Regions from separate parts of the Mus musculus genome. Here regions 1, 2, 4, 5 and 6 are each linked to region 3. Evidence: chromatin contacts called from public promoter capture Hi-C data. All regions are on one chromosome and are shown on one strand. Each heading gives the region's core, a stretch centred on a gene start, on an enhancer-like site or on the middle of the called end of the contact. The rest is flanking DNA. Distances are from core to core; before and after follow the strand shown.

Region 1 (2,700 bases), core at 29-2,528, 1.2 Mb before region 3:
GCCTTCACCATGGGAATTTAAAAATAGATTGTGAGAAGAGGAGGAAAAGGGTGTCCTAGAGGCAGGCTGCCAGTCTGATTGAAGCAGGTGGCATGATCTGCCTTTCCATAAGGTGCCAGAAGGCTTCAAAAAGCATCCCTAAAGCACACAGGCCTACTGCTGCTTTCCTTAACATGTGCACATCCACACGCACCAAAAGTCTAATGGATCATGCCGCTGTCTTAAAGTTGAGGGAAAACATTTATCTTTTGAGCCATTAAAAGAAGACTTTGATGTCCCTAGAGAGTTTGGAAAAGCTTCTATAAAAAATGGCAATATGAGGGGCTGGAGAGATAGCTAAGTAGTTAAGAGCACTTGCTATGTTATCAGAGGACCTGGGTTTGATTCCCCAGCATCCAGGTGTCATTTCACACTCTTCTGGCCTCGGGGTGGCACTCACAGGGTGCACACACATTGCAGCCCAAACACTCATACACATAAAATAAAGTCCTTTAAAAAAATGATATGAAGCGGGGGGGGGGGGGGGGGGTAGTGGCGCACGCCTTTAATCCCAGCACTAGGGAGGCAGAGTCAGGCGGATTTCTGAGTTCGAGGCCAGCCTGGTCTACAAAGTGAGTTCCAGGACAGTCAGGGCTACACAGAGAAACCCTGTCTCGAAAAACCAAAACCAAAAAAAAAAAAAAAAGAGTTGGTAATGAATAAATAAATAAATAGATGCTAGATAAATAAATGAAGCTTTGTCGCCCCTGCTCCGTTGCTCAAGCTGTTTAATGTCTAAATAGTCCCACTTTTAGGAACTACTGAACAACTAAGCGGAAAGTAATGTCTCTCCTTCATCCTCTCACCGCATCCGGCTGTGGCTTGGCTTTGCGCAGGGGACCAGACTCGGTCCTTCGCAAGGCTGCTCTTCTCCCTAAGTTATGCATTCTTGGGGACCAGGGGCCGTGACCCGGATCGTGTCCATCGGGCACCAGGCGCGGAGTCAGGGCTCAGCGAGCCTGCTGAGGCAATGTGGAAAGTCACTCGGGGGAGGACCCGCGCTCGAGGCAATGATTCACCGGGTGTTTCTTCGCATTCCTTAAGGTGCAGTCACGTCGGCGCAGCACGCAGCCGCCCGGCAGCTACCTGTGGAGTGGAAGGGCAAGTCCACCTCCACCTCCGCGGCCGGCGCACAGCAGAGGCCCGGAGGGGGCGCGCGAACCCGCGGGAGGGCACTCGGCCGCCTCCCCGCCCCCTCTCGCGGCGGAAGCCCCGCCCCTCCGCGCGCCCGCCCTCCGCGCGCACCCGCCCTCGCCCTCGCGCCCTCGCGCCCTCGCGCCGGGGGCGGGCTCGCTGCGCGTGCCGGGCGGGGAAGCGGCGCGAGCCGGCGCCGTTCCGTTCGCCGCGGGGGCGGCTCCGGGGCCTGAGTGGGCGCCGCCGCCTCAGTCGCTGCTTGCTGCTTCAGCCGCCTCAGCCGAGGGGGCCGGGTTGGAGGAGGCTGCGGCCGCCGGAGAGCCACGCGACGGCCCCTCAGCTCCGGCCGGGAAGCGAGCCAGGTGGGGAGTCCGCCGGGGCTGGAGGAGCGAGAAGGAGGGCTGCGGGGTGGCGGAGTGCGCGGCCCTGGAGCGGCGACCCTTGGGAGACAGCACGCCGGGCCGGGGAGGGCTCTCCGGTCACCCGCGCGCGCGGGGGCCCGCGGAGCGCAGAGCCGGGCTGCGCGCGCTGCTGATGCATCCTGAGCCCGGCTGGCGGGGAGGAGGCTCCGCGTTAGGTGCTGAAGGGGGCGAAGGCGGCAGGTCCTGGCAGAGGGCAGGTGAGGTAGGCAGGCCCTGGCAGAGGGAAGGGAATTCATTCCAGATCACCTCTCAGTGTCCCCCGAGGCTCCCGGTAGACGAACCTGTCCACCCAGGTCACCCCTGTTGGGCACAGTGTCCGGAGAAGAGGGAGGATGCAGCTGACGAATGCTTGCTGTTAAATTTCTGTGCCAGGCCTTAGGGAATCAGGGAGACCTTCCAGCATTCTCTGCAAGCGTTTATTGATTAGCTACGGAGCAGGAGAGAACCGCGGTCAGCGCCTGGGTCACGACTTTATCACTCTCAGCCATCTTTTGCTGTTGAAGTGCTGACAGTTCGGCTGTGAAAGTATGCACACAAAATGTAAAGTGCTCTATTTCATGTTTCCTGTTCTGTTCACTTCAGGTCCCTTTAGGATTTTCCCAGCCCTGGGAAACTGGAGCCGTAAGTTGCTTGGTTTGTGGAGAAAGTAAGATAGTTGAGGAAAGCTGGTGGGAACTATTGAGAAGAGATTTGAAGGATCTTACTGACATTTAAAAGAGGGGTGGGGAGGGGGAGAAGAAATCTGGAAGAAGAATCTTGCCTTCCCAGCTAGAATTAAGCTCCGTGCCTGTTTTCTGTTCAGTCCTCCGGATGTGGCCTGGATCCCAGCAGCCCTACAGTGGATGCCCACTGCAGAATGGATGGAGGAAGCAGGGGCTTGAGTGTCAGTCTCTGTAGAGTTAGGGATGATCGCTGGACTTCCTTTGGTCCTCGGATTCTCTTTTTGCCTCTTCAGGTAACCCAGGCACTGGTAGGTTAAAACAGTGGCTTAGGTGGCAGACTCCGGTGGCCTGTGGCCACTCTTCTTCATCCACGTGGTTCTTGCATGTTGTGCACCAGGAGCTTAATCTCTGGGTGGTGCTCTGGTCTTTTCTCTCTTTGGCTT
Region 2 (2,700 bases), core at 65-2,564, 1.0 Mb before region 3:
CCAGTAGTGGAGGGTGGGGGTGCGATATTGAGTGCTATTAGGAAAGGTCAGGACAGTTGCTTTGGGGTAGGGAAGACTGAAGTGTAAATGTGCCCTGCAAATAGGAAAGGGTGGTTCTGTATTTCAATGAATTAGGCAACTGTCCCTTTGATCCTCAAATGGGGTGAAGTGTTCTAGGTGGGGCGTGTTCTATGGGAACCTGCTTCAGCATTGAGGGTCTGCAAATAAGTGTGCCGTGGGTGTGGGAGATGCAACTCAGGACACTGGGGCACTGAAGGGCTGGATGGATGGTGCTGTCCAGTGACAGGAGGGAGGAGCCTGACAAGGAGGCTGGGAGTCAGGGGATTCAGTGCCAAGCTCCAGTGATGGTAGCTGGAGAGGTGAGCACTACAGACCCGGAGCCCTGAGAGCACCCCCACACTGAGGGAGCCAGGTCTAGTGCCCGTCTGCAGAGAATCTTGCAGCTGGAAGAGGCAGGCCTTCAATGTCATTTAGTTCAACCTTCCACCTCTTCAGATCTTTCCAGAGCCCACCTGAGGGCATCCAACTCTTTTTGGACACCTCAAGGTACGGAAAGCTTACTGCCTTCTAGGGAGCCCACTCCGTGGCGGTGCTCGATGCTCTAGGATGGCCTCGAGGCGCCAGGCGCTCCGACCTTGGCCCTGTGCAGCCGTCTGGCCACCGCGGCACCTGGCTGTGGGTGGCGACGCGGCTGAGCAGGCGCTGCTGTCCCCAGCCCCAGTGCTGAGGCGCGCAAAGCGCAGTGGGCTCTGGTGGAGGTCGGGAGAACTGCAGGGCGAAGGCCGCCGGGGGCTCCGCGGGCGGCGAGGGGGGGGGACGGGGGGGGGCAGGCACTTGACACCGGCCCGGGAGAGGAGGGGCAGCTGTCCCTACGACCAGTGCTGGATGCGGGGACCCAGCGCAGAAGCCGCGCCAGGTAGAGGGGCGCCGCAAGGTGGGGAGGTTGCGGCCGGGGGACCACCCGAGGGGCACAGGGCGGCCGAGATCGCAGCTCCGGCAGGGTGCCCGGCCCGGAGCGCCGCAGTCGGGGCGCGGCGGGGTCCCGAACCCGCTCCTCCCGCCGGGGGCGCTAGGACCGTCCGCGGCTCGGATAGCTCCCGCCGCGGCGCCCCGGGGCCCCCGGGGTTGCCTCCCGGGCGGCTCCGCAGCGCCGGGGCCAGAGCCAGCGCGGCCACGGGGGGCGAGCGGCGGGCGGAGGCCTGGGCGGCGGGCGGCCGGAGGGAGGGAAGGAGGAAGGCGGAGAGAAGAGGCGGGCGGGGGGGACCCGGCGGAGGAGGCGGAGAGAGGGAGCGCGACAGCGACGGAGGGAGGGAGCGCGGCAGGCAGCGGGCGGGCCGGGAGGCGGCGCGGGCGGCGGCGCGAGCAGAGGACGAGCCGGGACGCGGCGCCGCGGCAGCAGGGCGAGCCGGGCCGCCCGACCCGCCGGGCCACACGGTAACCAGCACGGCCTGCGGCCCGGGAGCTGAGAGGGCGGGCGGGCGGGAGGGCACAGCAAGGCGGTGGGGAGCGCGGCTCGGACCCCGCAACTCGGCGCGCGGTGCTGAGAGCGCGGACCGCCCGGGCCGAGGGTTTGTTTATGTCCCCGCCGCTCGCCCGCCGCTCCTCTTCTGCGCGCCGCCTCCGCCGCGGACGCCCCTCGGCGCCCCCGCCCGGCCCGGGCTCAAGTTCAAGTCCGTACAATGCCGCGGGGGGCCTCCGCCGGCCTGCGCGCCGCCCGACGCGCGCTGCCGCAGGGCCCCGCCGCCTCCGCCTTCCGGGCTCTGCCCCCGCCCGGGGGCCCGGTCGGGGCCTGCGGCCGTGCGCTGCGGAGTGCGGACGGGACCGGGAATCGGGCGGCGGGAGGGGAGAGGAGGGGGAGGGGGCGCGGGCGGCCGGGGAGCGCCGTGGCCACGGCAGAAAATGGCAGCCTGGCACGACCCGGGCCCCGCGCCCGCCCCGCCCCTCCCCCGGGCCTGCAGGCTCCGCGCGGCGGGGGGGACCCTGGAGGCCCCCGGCAGGGCCCAGGGGCGGCCGGGGCCCGCGCCGGGGAGCGCGGCGTCGCGATCTTCCCGCGGCCACCTGTGGCTTGGGGGTGCGGGGCGCCGGCGGGCCTGGGAGGGGCGCGCGCGTGGGGAGCGTGCCCGCTCGGGGGCGCACGCTCCCGCGGAGGCCAGGCGGAACGGCGTGGAGGGGGGGGCGTCGCGCCCGGCTCCTCCCTGCCCCCGCTGCGGGCCGTGGGAGCGGGGTGGTGGTGGCGGCGGCGGCGCCGCAGTATGGGGGCGGGGCGGGAGTGGGCGAGGATCCCCGGGCCGGGCCGCGGGGGACTAGAAGGTGCGGGGGCGGGAGCAGCAAGGCTGGAAATGTCTCCGGTGGGGATGCCGGGGTCGCCCCCTGAGGCAGACTCCCCTTGCATACACTCACACGCACCCCCGCCGGGCCGGTGTAGACGTGTCCTTGAAAGCTTCGCATCTGCACAGTGAAGGACGAGGCCTCGCCGAGGCTGCGGATCGGGGGTCTCAGTCCCCATGTTGCCCTCACCTCAGGAGACACCCGAGCCTCCGAGCGGCTCCGGCCGCGGTCCGTGTCCTGCCCTCACCCGGACTCCCTACTCCACGCCGTCTTGCCCTCCCTCGTTGGCGCGGACCGAGCTGGCGTGCGTCCAGGGCCCGCCCCCAGCCTCCCCCAACCCCTCTTCGCGGG
Region 3 (2,700 bases), core at 86-2,585:
TAAAGGCGTGCGCCACCACGCCCAGCCTTTAAAACTACTTTTTAAATGAGGTAGTCGGATCACTAGTTTGCTCGATCTAGGGATAATGAGGTGGGTGGTAAGTGAAAGAAAGTAGGATTGTCACCCAGAAAACTGCCTTTGTACAAACAGCTTGCTTTAGGGAGCCTATAAATAAGTCTGCTACCTTGTGTACCAATTGGTAACTGTGTTCAGATAATTAATTCTCTAAACCCTCCCACGTATTTCTATACTTCATATTTATATGTTTCTATCAGAATGAGCAAAAACATGGCCACAGTATTAAGTCTTCACATAGGCCCACGGCTTTGTTTTCAGGGTAGACCTCTTCTCAGTATACCAAAAAAGCCTATGTAAGCTTGGACCTTCGACAGGTTTATGTTCCTAAAATCCTCTGTAGCATCATAGAAGGAGCCAGCTTTGGGAGTATATCCCATCAGTTTCGCAGCGATAAGGCTTCAGCATTCCTTTTGTGTTAAGCTATGTAAGTCTGTCACTTGCACTAGTATTTTACTGCAGCCTTCAGTCTTACCTGGTACAGAATGAGGGTGCACATTTGAAAGCATGCTCTTTCCTGATGGGAAGTGAAAGGGTGTGCTGTTTTAGATACTCAAAACATTAGGGCTAGGCAGGATGGAGAATAACAGGGTTAAGGCCTTTCTTCAGGCTGATAATCTTTTCCTTAGTACAAACGCCGGTGAAAACCTCCACGGAGCAGATTCTGCCTTTCTCTGCAAACAGCCCCCAACGTCTGCTGCTGGTTCTTGATAGAGTCTACCCGGCAACTTATATTCAAGTGGCTAATATGTGGGGGCTAACAGGAGCGCGGGCAAAATCGTCTTGGAGCTGCCCTAGTGAAGGAGGACCTCCGAGCAAACTCGGAAGTGGCCTCTCTTCCCATGTCCTGTAAAGCTGGTCTAAGGAAATAAAAAGATGCATGTGACGGGTTGTGTGCTCTGTTTGCGTGGACAGGGGCCGCGGGAACCGGGTGAGGGAGTTCGACGGTCAGGTGAAGCGCGACCTGAGGCCCAGGGCCCCGGGATCGGCCTTCCGAGCAAAGTTCAGATTGGGACCTCTGTTGGAAGCGCTGGCGAGCCGGGTTCCTCTCCGAGACCTGGGCGCGCTAAATCGCAGGCTCTGGGTCTGATCTCTCTCATGGACCCCGCCCCTCGCTCCTTAAGCCACACCCCCTCAAGCGGAACACCTCCCTTCCCTTGGCATTCGCCCCGCCCCTTCCGGTCCGCAATCCGGAAGCGTTCTGGAGCTTGCTAGTTCGCTTTCCGGCTTGAGAATGCGTTCTCTGTAGTGTGACTTGGAGCATCTTTTCTAGGAAGTAAACGCGTCCTAATTTGAGACGCGGACTTTCCGGCATTGCTGTAAAAGCTTCCGGCGCTACCTGGCTGTAAATACTCTGTATCTGACGCCGTGTCGCCCACGAAGGCGATCAGGTTTAGAAATATCCAGAGGGATCTTACGGTAACCTACATCAGCCCGCCAAGATGGCGATGCAAGCGGCTAAGAGGGCGAATGTGAGTACCCCGCTTTCTGCGTGACAGGGAAGCGATGTTGTTGCTTGACTGTTGCTGCGTGCCTGGGGAGCGTTTTTTGTCCCTCCGCCCATAGTTGGGGAAGCTTGTTATCAGTTCTGTCAAAGGAGGTTCTGTCCTGGGCTCGTCCTCAGGGGTGTGTTCTTTGAGCGACTTTTCGCCCCACCCCTATTGAGAGCCCCCTGGCATCAGTGACCTCGTAACGCCTAGGACCAGGCGTTAGGCTCTTCTGAGTCCAAAAAGACATACGGAGTAACTATTTGGTTCCTTGCCAGCTGGAGCCTGGGATTTTTCTCGAATGTAGAACTTTGGGAATCCTCTATTAATATTATGTAAGCACCTGCTTTGTCTCTTGTCTTACAAACGGGAAGCAATTCATCAGTTGGGTTTATTCAACACTACTGTGTAAAGGACTAGTCGGGCTTATGTTCTACTGTTGTCAGTGAGTGTTACCAAAACCTTTAAGGAAAAAAAAAAACATCTTTCAGGAAATTAAGAAGTGGTTAAAACTTAGAATCACACCAAAACAAAGACACATAATTGACCATTGGATATCCTGATGAAGATTTTGGGCAACCGCGATTATGTGAATCATTTCAGTGAATGAAAACTTAGTTCCTGTAAAATAAAAAGATGGTAGGAGTTAGGACAAAACTGTAGAGCTGATTCTATGATTTTTCTTATTAATAGAGAAATTGAATTGTTTTAAAGATACCTACAGTGCTTTTTATAGACCAACGAGAGTGAGCCAACATAATGGTAGAGACCTGATATGTAAGATTCCAGAGTAAAACTGGAATGTGGCTCAGTGATTGCCTAGTGGGCGTGAGTCTGGATTTGACTCCCAGCACCTCAAACCATGACAACCAAAAATAAGTAAAGAGGGGAGTGGTTGGTACACCAATAGAAGAAAAAAATGGTTGGATGGACATAGATGGATAAAGTTTACAATAGGAATATATAGTTACCATTTGATCATATCTGTTTTCTTCAAGAAGTGTGGAGCCCCGGGTCATATCCTATGTTGGCTGAGAAGAGTATAGAGCCTTTTCAAATTTTACAGGGGATGATGATGGTGAAGTTTTAGGAGAGAAGAGAGAGACATACACAGTGTTTTACACAGTGAAAAAGCAGA
Region 4 (2,700 bases), core at 100-2,599, 1.5 Mb before region 3:
CCTGTAAATTCTAACATCAAGTAAAACATTAGAACTTGACTTGATTCCATTGGGTTGAAAACAGAAACCGTCCATCTGCTTCGTTGAGGTCTTGAAAAAGCACTGTGAGCCAACCATGCCAGATTCCCACCCCAAGCACGAAGGGCCTCCGATTGTTTGACACATCAATGGTTCAGTCAAGACAGCCAACTCACTTTCCCCCGCCCCTCTCATTTTCCTTAATGATTCTGCAACTCTCAAGTTTACTCCAAGTTACAGTCAGATAGAATATTTTCTCTTTGACCCCCAATTCGGGCCTTTGCCACATAGCCAGTACTGCTTCAATCCCAACCACTAAATTACGTCTATTACAAATAGCACATCAAGTAACTTCATGCAATTATGGTAAGGCCAGGCAAGTCACTTAAAGAAACCGGATTCTGGAACGCTGCTAAATGCTGCATATTTTGTGCCAGAAGGCACCGAACAGAGAAGGAGACTTGAGACCGGATGGTAAGCATGGGAAGACCCCGCCCCAGTAAGGCTATTCCGATTCCAACAGTAACTTAGGTCTGTCGTCTGGAATCGGAATCACTGGAACAAAGGCGTAAATTCCGGGAAGCAAGATGTCTGGAATAAAAGAAAACGGCTCGCGGCTACAGAGCCCCCACACCATCCTCCCACAGGTCTTACCTATGGTGGAAATAAAGGTGGTATTGAAGGCATCGTCCGAAAAACGAAAAAGGACGCAGGTCTTGCCCACTCCCGAGTCCCCGATCAGGAGCAGCTTGAAAAGCAGGTCGTACGTCTTCTTCGCCATTGGGAGGAGCGGCTCGGGCGCTCGCCGCCGGTAGCCCCAAGGGATCGGAACTGCTCACTACAACCAACTCCTCACCCGGGCGTTCTGGGGCCGCAGCAGCCGGGTAGCGTGTGCGGAAGGAGAAAGCAGCTCTCGAGACGGAGCAGGAGACCTTCCGAACGGCCTCGTCGAGGAAGCCCCGACGGTGGCGGCGCCCGTGCCTCCGAGGGGCGGCGCCCGCGGCTCCGCAGCCTCTCCCAGCCGCTCCGCCCGGTTCCGGGGAGTCGGTCGGGACAAAATGGCCTCCCCTCCCCCCTCAGCGCAGCTCGGCCGGGACGCTCCCACGGGCGGACGAGCGAGCTCTACGTCGAGGGAGCGCGGCGGGCTTGAACACGGCCTCCGCCCGGAGCAGAAACCCCGCGCTAGGACACGGGCGAGGGCAGCGGGAGGTCTCGCGAGCCGACAAGCCCTGCTACATAACCCCAGGAAACAGAGCCGCCCCGGCCAGAGCCACCTTTTTCCCCGTGCCCTCTCACGCCGGCGTGCGCGCAGCCTGAGACGCACGCAAGGACGTACACCCGCCCTTCTCTCGCGCCCTCGCCCCTGCGGCCCGCCTCTGCGCACGCGCGCGGGCGGGCAAGTAGGGCACGCGGAGGCGGGACCAGAGGGGGCGAGGCCGCGGGCGCGCTCCCTACGGCCTCCTGATTGGGTGAGCGGCTTGACGAACACGCCCCGCGGGGGAGGTGCGGCCCGGGAACTGCGCAGGCGCACTACGTCCGTATAGCTCCTGCCCTCCCTCCCTTGCCTTTTCCGGGGCGCCCAGCTGACTGCTGGAATCCTCTACTCCCTCTCAGTATCCTGTTGAGGAGCTAAGGATGTTAGCCCAGCGACGGGCGTGGCTGGCTGTGTGTGTGTGTGTGTGTGTATAGTTCATATAGATGAGAGAGAAAGAAGTGCTCTGGGCCACTCAGGAACCTCCTTACTAAACCCGGACATCTCCAGAAGAGATCCCGCTTGTGGGCTGGTCCTGACAACCTGGTCTCCTTAAGAAGCTAGAGTTGATAGAGCCGGGATTCCAAACTGAAAAAGGCGCAGCGCTCCTGGGGTTGGAATGATGTCATCGGCCTGAGGAACCCCGGGTGCGGGGAGAACCTCCCTGCGAATGGAAGCTTCTTTGCTGCTTCGGGCCTAAGCAGCCCTTGGAATCCCGGGAGCTGAAGCGCTCTATTCAGAAAAGGCGGGCGGTCACTGTAGCCAAAGTTGTACCACCAAATCGAAAATCTGAAAGCCTGCCCCATCCCAACCGATCTCTTCCTTGCTTTTCACTTGTTTGTAGGTTGGTTGTTTTGTTGCAAAGTCTGTACACCAGTACTGACTTCCAATTCATGAATCTCCAGTCTCAGCCTCCTGAGGGCTACTCTGGTGGGGTAACTCCACCACACCTGTGCCATGTCTTTTCTCTAGTTTTGTCCCTTTTCCCTCTCTCCCTATCAGTTTTATTTACACCTCCCTTTTCTTCCTTTCTATAGTCGAAATAAGCAAATTTCTAACTTACCTTTCTAAGTATGCTCCAGCACCCGCAGAATGTGATGGTAGAATGGTTGAACCTGATGAGCTGATTCACCAATAAGGAGATTTTTATTTAGGTAAATTTTATATACACACACACATAACTAATTAGCATATAACAAATATATAAGCATATTAAATAAAAATAAGCTACACTTTGGCAGACACCTCGCCATCACCAACATGTGCATTTCATGTGTAAGTAAAGCCTTTGATCATGTTCTTTTCTGACCATCTTAGATGTGATCATGCTCTTCAAAGACTTGTCCTCCTTCTAAACACCCATAAGCCTTTGAAGGTGTTTGTGTTCTCTAAACCATCTCCCAGTTGATTCTCTGATTGGTTTTAGTTTT
Region 5 (2,741 bases), core at 144-2,643, 1.6 Mb before region 3:
GATAGTCACAACATCTCAGGTGGCATGGTCACTGCATCTCAGGTGGGACAGTCACTGCATCACTAGTGGGATTGTCATCCCATCTCACTTGGGATGGTCACAACTTCACACGTGGGATAGTCACTGAATCTTAGGTGGATGGTCACTGCATTTCTGTTAAGACGACTCTCTACATCTCAGGTTGGATAGTCATTGCATCCCATGTGGGATTTTCACTGTATCTCAGGTAAGATGGTGACTTCATCTCAGGAGAGACGATCACATCTCAAGTGGTCACTTCATCTCAGGTGGGATGGTCACTACATCTCAGGTGGGATAGTCAACTGCATCACAGGTGGGATTATCATCCCATCTCACCTGGGATGGTCACTACATTTCAGATGGCATAGTCACTGCATCCTAGGTGGAATGGTTACAACATCTCAGGTGGCATGGACACTGCATCTCATGTAAGAATCACTCAGGTAGAATGTTCACTGCATCAAAGGTGAGATGGTCACTGCATCTCAGGTGGATGGTCACTGTATCTCAGGTAGGATAATCACTGTCAATACATCTCAAGTGGCATGCTCACTACATCTCATGTGGGATGGTCACTGCATCACAGTTGGGATCGTCACTGCATCTCAGGTGAGATGGTTACTGCATCTCAGGTAAGAGTCATTACATCTCCCTTGGGATGGTCACTGCATCACAGGTGAGATGGTTACTGCATCCGCTCCGGTTGGTGTCAAAGGATATGGATTTGCCTGCGGTGAAGCGGCCACGGTGAGGGGAGGCCGGGCATGCGGGCGCTTCGACCCGGTGACAGGGCAGCGTATTAATACGGTACGTTCCTGGGAGGTTAGACCCGGAGATGTACAGGTAGGAACTACACCTCCCAGCGTGCCTCCCAGTGAAACTCGGGGCTACTGTGGCGTCACTTCCTATGGCAAACAGGAAGTCATGCCTAAAGCAGGAAATAACTGCAACTCCCAGCATGCTTGAACCCTAACTTCCAGACAGGAAGTTCCTCCGTTCCAACAGGAAGTGAGTCCTTCTACCGCATTGTAAATCTCACGAGAACTCGGAGCGGCAGCGTGACATTGAAGACTTCCAGTTCCGGGTTCCGCTGATCAGAAGCGGACAAGCAAACAGCGGATGTGCAGTTCCTCTCTTCGCCGAACCCGGTTTTCCCTTTCGGAGCAGCGCGACCGATTTCCGGTTTCCCCGCCGCAACCACCGTTACCCCCCCCCCGCCCCAATCCCCGGCGACTCCAGCGACGTCACCGGTTCAGCTCCTGACCTTTCGGCGAACCGCAGAACCACAGGCGACCCGTTCGACGTCATCACTCCCCGCCCAGATGTCGCTGTGACATCACCCCGCACGTGCCTGCGCTGGCACCGCGTCGTCCTGGCGAGCGCCTCCTCGCGGCGGAAGGAGATCCTGGGGTTCGCTGTGCGAGACATGTCGGCGGGGTTTCACGTGAGTGACACTTGGTCCCCACGGGATTGACAGCGACTAGCGGAGTGGCATGTGGACGTAGCTTCAGGTGAGTGACCTGTTTTTTCCCAAGAGGCACTGACAGACAGGCCAGGGACGGAGCCTGAGCGAGGGCTGGGAGTGGCTGAGCGTGAGTGACAGGGGCCTGGGGCGGGGTCTTAACTAAGCTCCTGCAAGAGACATAGATTTGCATGGGGTCTAAGTTTCATTGCTGCTCGTTTGCATGAATTTGAGTGAATTTGAATGGCTGCTTGGTTTTGTTCTACCCAGGTTTATATAACCTCCCCTGACCTGTATAAATTAGCATATCGTGTACGTTGGGAATTTGCATACGCTCATGTGACATCAGTTTCGCATGATGAAAATTTGCATAAATTTGCATAATGACAGCTCCCCTGAGTAAATTTCCATAAACATAAACGATGTTATGGCTTTACTCTGCGTGTATTTGTCATGTAAATTTGCATGCATTTGCATAAAACTGCATGACGTTATGGCTTTTCCTGAGTTCAGATGATGTCACAGTTTCCCTCCTTGCCATTGACACGTGTCCAGATGATGTCATCACCCTGTGACACCCCCCCCCCCGCATTTGTATATATTGTATATATTCTCTTGACGTCCTGGCTGGGGGTGTGCCCAAGAGTGATTGAGTCATTGTGGGCAGGGCCTTGACGCGTGTCTGACCCCACCCATTCACCCCTTCCCCCCACCCCAGGGCCTGGCCTTCATGGTCGTCCATCCTGCCTTCCCCGAGATGCTGAGCAAGGCCACCTGGCCCTGCCTCCAGTACTTTGCCGCGAGGGGGGGGGGGCACAAAGGTCAGTGGGAAGGGGCCTCAGGGTAGCTACTTTCATCTTTTTAGGAAGATGGGCGTGGTCTGTTGGTGGCCATACCCACTGTAAGTGGCATCATGATTGCAGTTCTGAGTTTGGGAGAAGAGGGTGGGTTCTGGGGATGATGGAGCGGGGAAATGAGGTCACCACACCAACCACAAGTGATGTCACTTCCTGCTTTTTGGGAGCTTTATGGGCAAGACATCAGGATGGTGGGTGGGGCCAGGCCCACTGGAAGTGATGTCATTTTCAGGATTTCTGACTTGTGGGTGGGGCTTCTGTGAGGGGCTGCCAGGAAGTCTGGTATGATGTCACTTCCAGCTCCACCCGTCCCTCCCCCAGGAAGACCCAGAGACCTTGACCCTGTGGTGGTGTGTGGCCCTGCCCCTTCCACACCCATTGCAGGCCTCGACCCTTTTCAT
Region 6 (2,700 bases), core at 104-2,603, 1.0 Mb before region 3:
TTTTTTTTTTTTTTTTTAATTGGGAATCTTTTTCAGTTACAAATCTTCAGGGTAGAAAACCCAGGCAGGGCCATGGCATCACCAGGCAGCAAAGGAACTTTCTCAGACAGCCTTCTAAGTCCTGTCATCTCAGAGCTGCCTCTGGGCTGACTAGTCCCCGCCCTCCCTGCAAGGTCAGCCCACACACGTGGTTTGCAGAGCTGGCTGCAGATGCGCTGCACCCGGGTGCTGCTGCTTAGTATGTGCAGACCAGCACAGGCTGCTGTGCACTGTGGTGAGGTCAGGGACTGACTGAGGGCCTTCAGCAGCCTACCAGGTCCCCTTTGTCCCTAGGTCCAGAGGGACAGCATGGGAGTCCCTCGGTGCACACACTCAAGAACCTGCTGCCAGGGCTTGAGTCAGCTGGTGTCTCTGCCTCTGACCCATGGCAGGACCCATGAGAAGCCAGCAGTCAGGCAGATGAAAAGGGCCGCACACTGCAGCCTGCCGTCTGCTGCCAAGAGGCTGGCCTTCCTCCCTTTCCAAACCTGCCACTGTGAACCCAGTTTTTTATTCAGTCGGAGTAATTCCCACCCTTGTGACACAAGCAATGACCTCAGAAGACACTCTCGCTACACCCCAACCCTGTCCCTCTGAAAGAGAAGACATTGACATGCACAACTGAAAAGCCAGAGAGACCACACACACACACACACACACACACACACACACACACACACACACACCCATTCAGGTCTGCTGGTTCACAGCAGCTTTGTCCTGAGCCCCCAGTGTGCTTGTGACTAACAGTCTGTCTTGTACAGGCGCAGAGGCGGAGGAGCAAGCTGGCACCGAGAAGACAAGGGAAGGTCTTCCCCCCAGAGGCACATTCCTGTCCGTCTTTCTGCTGCACACCTGGACCAAGCTTGCAGGCTGCCAGACTCACTCAACCTCCAGAGAGAGGAGCCAAGCCTATGGGAAGTGGGGAGGGACTGCCTGAGGCCGCAGCTGGTGGGCCTCCTGCATGTACTAGCATCCGCATTCCTCCCTCAGGGCATGGTCTCATCTCTGCATCAGGAATTTACCAGGAGATGGAAAAGAACAGAAAAAGCCCTGAGCCTGTGTGTGTTCCTTCCGGCACCTGGCCAGCATGGAGGGCTCTCCCTAGTCCTAGTGTGTGCACATGCAGTTCTTTCCTGCCTTCGACCTTTAACAACATTTTCTGTCTATGCAAAGAAAGCTGCAGGCCTCATTCAGTTCTGCAGACATTTACACCCTATCCTCAGTGCTAAAAATAGCGACACCACCCCCCCCCCCTTCCTCTTTGACCTGGTGAGGAGGCTTCCGCCTGCACAGTGGCGTGAGGCCCTGTTGCTGTGTAGCCAGGAGGAAGGCGGAGAACTTTAGGGGCCAGTCAGTGGGGAAGCAGCCCTGATCTGTGTGCCAAGCTGGGACTGGCCGCCAGGGGGCGCACTGCCTGGGTGCTACTCATGCATCCTGTCCTGGGGTCCTGTGGAACATGTGATCGCCAAGTCCCATTCACATTGATTTTCCTTTTTTTTTTTTTTTTCTTGCTCCCTGAGCTCCAGGATGTTATTTTTAGTAGAAGAGCTATTATAAATATTTATAAAGGGCAGCGAATGATGTGAGAGGGCCCACAGCTGGCACTGCAGCATTCCTTACCCACCTCTGCAGACCCCTCCCTAATTCTGAGGTGTGTGCAGAGCCATGGGTTAGGTCCCATGAGAGTCTCCTAAAGGAACAGTGAAGGGAGAAGGAGGAATGGATACTGTTGCAGTCCGGCTCCATCTGTCTCTCTGCCTTCACTCCCATTTCTAGCTGGAGTAACTCAAGGCTGGGAGAAGGGACAGGAACCTTGCTGAGCCAAGACCCTCAGTGTCCTGGGTACTTAGAATGAAAGGCAGGTGCACCAAGGATCACTGCCACTGTGAGGGCAAAAAGAAAAATAGGAGTTGGGTACTAGCCTCTGCCCAGCTGTTGGAAAAACACTTGGTTAGCAGGCAAAGCTAAGGACTTGGAAGGCCAGCAGGGGTTTAAGACTGCCCACTCAGGGAAAGGAGATTCAGGCTTATGGATGGCCAGAGGGGCAAAGATGAACGAGTCCATGTAGAGAGTTCTGGGGATACACTACATACCCCAGTGGTGAAATGTACCCCATAAGGGTAAGACAGCCTCACAGACATGCGGGCTGTTCTTTCCCCATCCTCAATTCTCACACTCTGTGAGACTCAAGGTCGACTCCTACCTCCTGGCTCCTCACATGAGCTTGTTTCCTCCAAAGCAGCAAGAGACAGAACAGTGAGAGTACCCAGGGCCACAGGGCCAAACTGTGCCCTCTGCGCGTCTCTGGGAGGAGTGATGTTCACCTCACCCCTGACCAGATGGCCAAGGAGAGGGCTGCATTCATTCCTCTGATGCCAGCATTAGAGACACGATGTCACCTTTGTTAACATCAATTCTTGATTTCTTTTAGAGCTAGAATACCCATTATTATATAAAGGCCCCTTACATTTGGTATCTGCTTTCTAAGTTCTGTACCAGGATCTTGTCTCTATGACCTGGGACACATAAGGCCACTTTATGGTGGGCACTTTCTTGTTAATTTTTCCATAGCAACTTAGGAGCCTAATTTAATTTGGACTGATGATGTGTGGAAGACATGCACGGGCAGATGCCCTGGCTGGAGAGTTGAACTGCTTG

What was found. Promoter capture Hi-C pulls out the DNA fragments that hold promoters and counts their contacts.
Region 1: a contact with region 3 is called in a promoter capture Hi-C map of liver, with 4 times the contacts expected there. The contact joins the promoter of Dtnb here to the promoter of Sf3b6 in region 3. A contact is called at or near these places in 3 of 39 promoter capture datasets (liver and pre-B cells), 1 of 484 Hi-C or Micro-C datasets (CD8 T cells) and 1 of 9 other capture datasets (adipose tissue).
Region 2: a promoter capture Hi-C map of pre-B cells shows a contact between it and region 3, with 2.1 times the contacts expected there. The contact joins the promoter of Dnmt3a here to the promoter of Sf3b6 in region 3. A contact is called at or near these places in 2 of 39 promoter capture datasets (liver and pre-B cells), 1 of 484 Hi-C or Micro-C datasets (B cells) and 1 of 9 other capture datasets (liver).
Region 4: a contact with region 3 is called in a promoter capture Hi-C map of pre-B cells, with 2.3 times the contacts expected there. The contact joins the promoter of Rab10 here to the promoter of Sf3b6 in region 3. A contact is called at or near these places in 2 of 39 promoter capture datasets (liver and pre-B cells), 1 of 484 Hi-C or Micro-C datasets (pre-B cells) and 1 of 9 other capture datasets (liver).
Region 5: a promoter capture Hi-C map of pre-B cells shows a contact between it and region 3, with 2.2 times the contacts expected there. The contact joins the promoter of Rab10os here to the promoter of Sf3b6 in region 3. A contact is called at or near these places in 2 of 39 promoter capture datasets (liver and pre-B cells) and 2 of 9 other capture datasets (adipose tissue and liver).
Region 6: a contact with region 3 is called in a promoter capture Hi-C map of pre-B cells, with 3 times the contacts expected there. The contact joins the enhancer-like site here to the promoter of Sf3b6 in region 3. A contact is called at or near these places in 3 of 39 promoter capture datasets (liver, neural stem cells and pre-B cells), 2 of 484 Hi-C or Micro-C datasets (B cells and CD4 T cells) and 1 of 9 other capture datasets (adipose tissue).

Annotation. Positions count from the first base shown.
Region 1 is chr12:3,571,113-3,573,812 of GRCm38.p6, forward strand. Dtnb (dystrobrevin, beta) reads left to right here and starts at 1,279. Exons shown (of 18, transcript NM_001162465.2): 1 at 1,279-1,535.
Region 2 is chr12:3,805,666-3,808,365 of GRCm38.p6, forward strand. It overlaps Dnmt3a (DNA methyltransferase 3A), which reads left to right and starts at 1,315. Exons shown (of 23, transcript NM_007872.4): 1 at 1,315-1,455.
Region 3 is chr12:4,816,273-4,818,972 of GRCm38.p6, forward strand. It overlaps Sf3b6 (splicing factor 3B, subunit 6), which reads left to right and starts at 1,336. Exons shown (of 4, transcript NM_025323.2): 1 at 1,336-1,547. The coding sequence starts at 1,518. It also overlaps the pseudogene Gm20348.
Region 4 is chr12:3,308,620-3,311,319 of GRCm38.p6, forward strand. It overlaps Rab10 (RAB10, member RAS oncogene family), which reads right to left and starts at 1,350. Exons shown (of 6, transcript NM_016676.5): 1 at 673-1,350. The coding sequence starts at 799.
Region 5 is chr12:3,234,398-3,237,138 of GRCm38.p6, forward strand. It overlaps Rab10os (RAB10, member RAS oncogene family, opposite strand), which reads left to right and starts at 1,394. Exons shown (of 7, transcript NR_015551.1): 1 at 1,394-1,532.
Region 6 is chr12:3,780,303-3,783,002 of GRCm38.p6, forward strand. Dtnb (dystrobrevin, beta) reads left to right here. Exons shown (of 18, transcript NM_001162465.2): 18 at 804-2,700. The coding sequence ends at 979. Among named protein-coding and RNA genes, the nearest start is that of Dnmt3a, 25 kb to the right of the region's middle. Within about 2 kb of position 1,354, at least 256 of the 459 cell types and tissues checked have an H3K27ac peak or open chromatin away from gene starts, as enhancers often do. A contact at or near this core is called in B cells, adipose tissue, liver and 2 more, where this site is marked.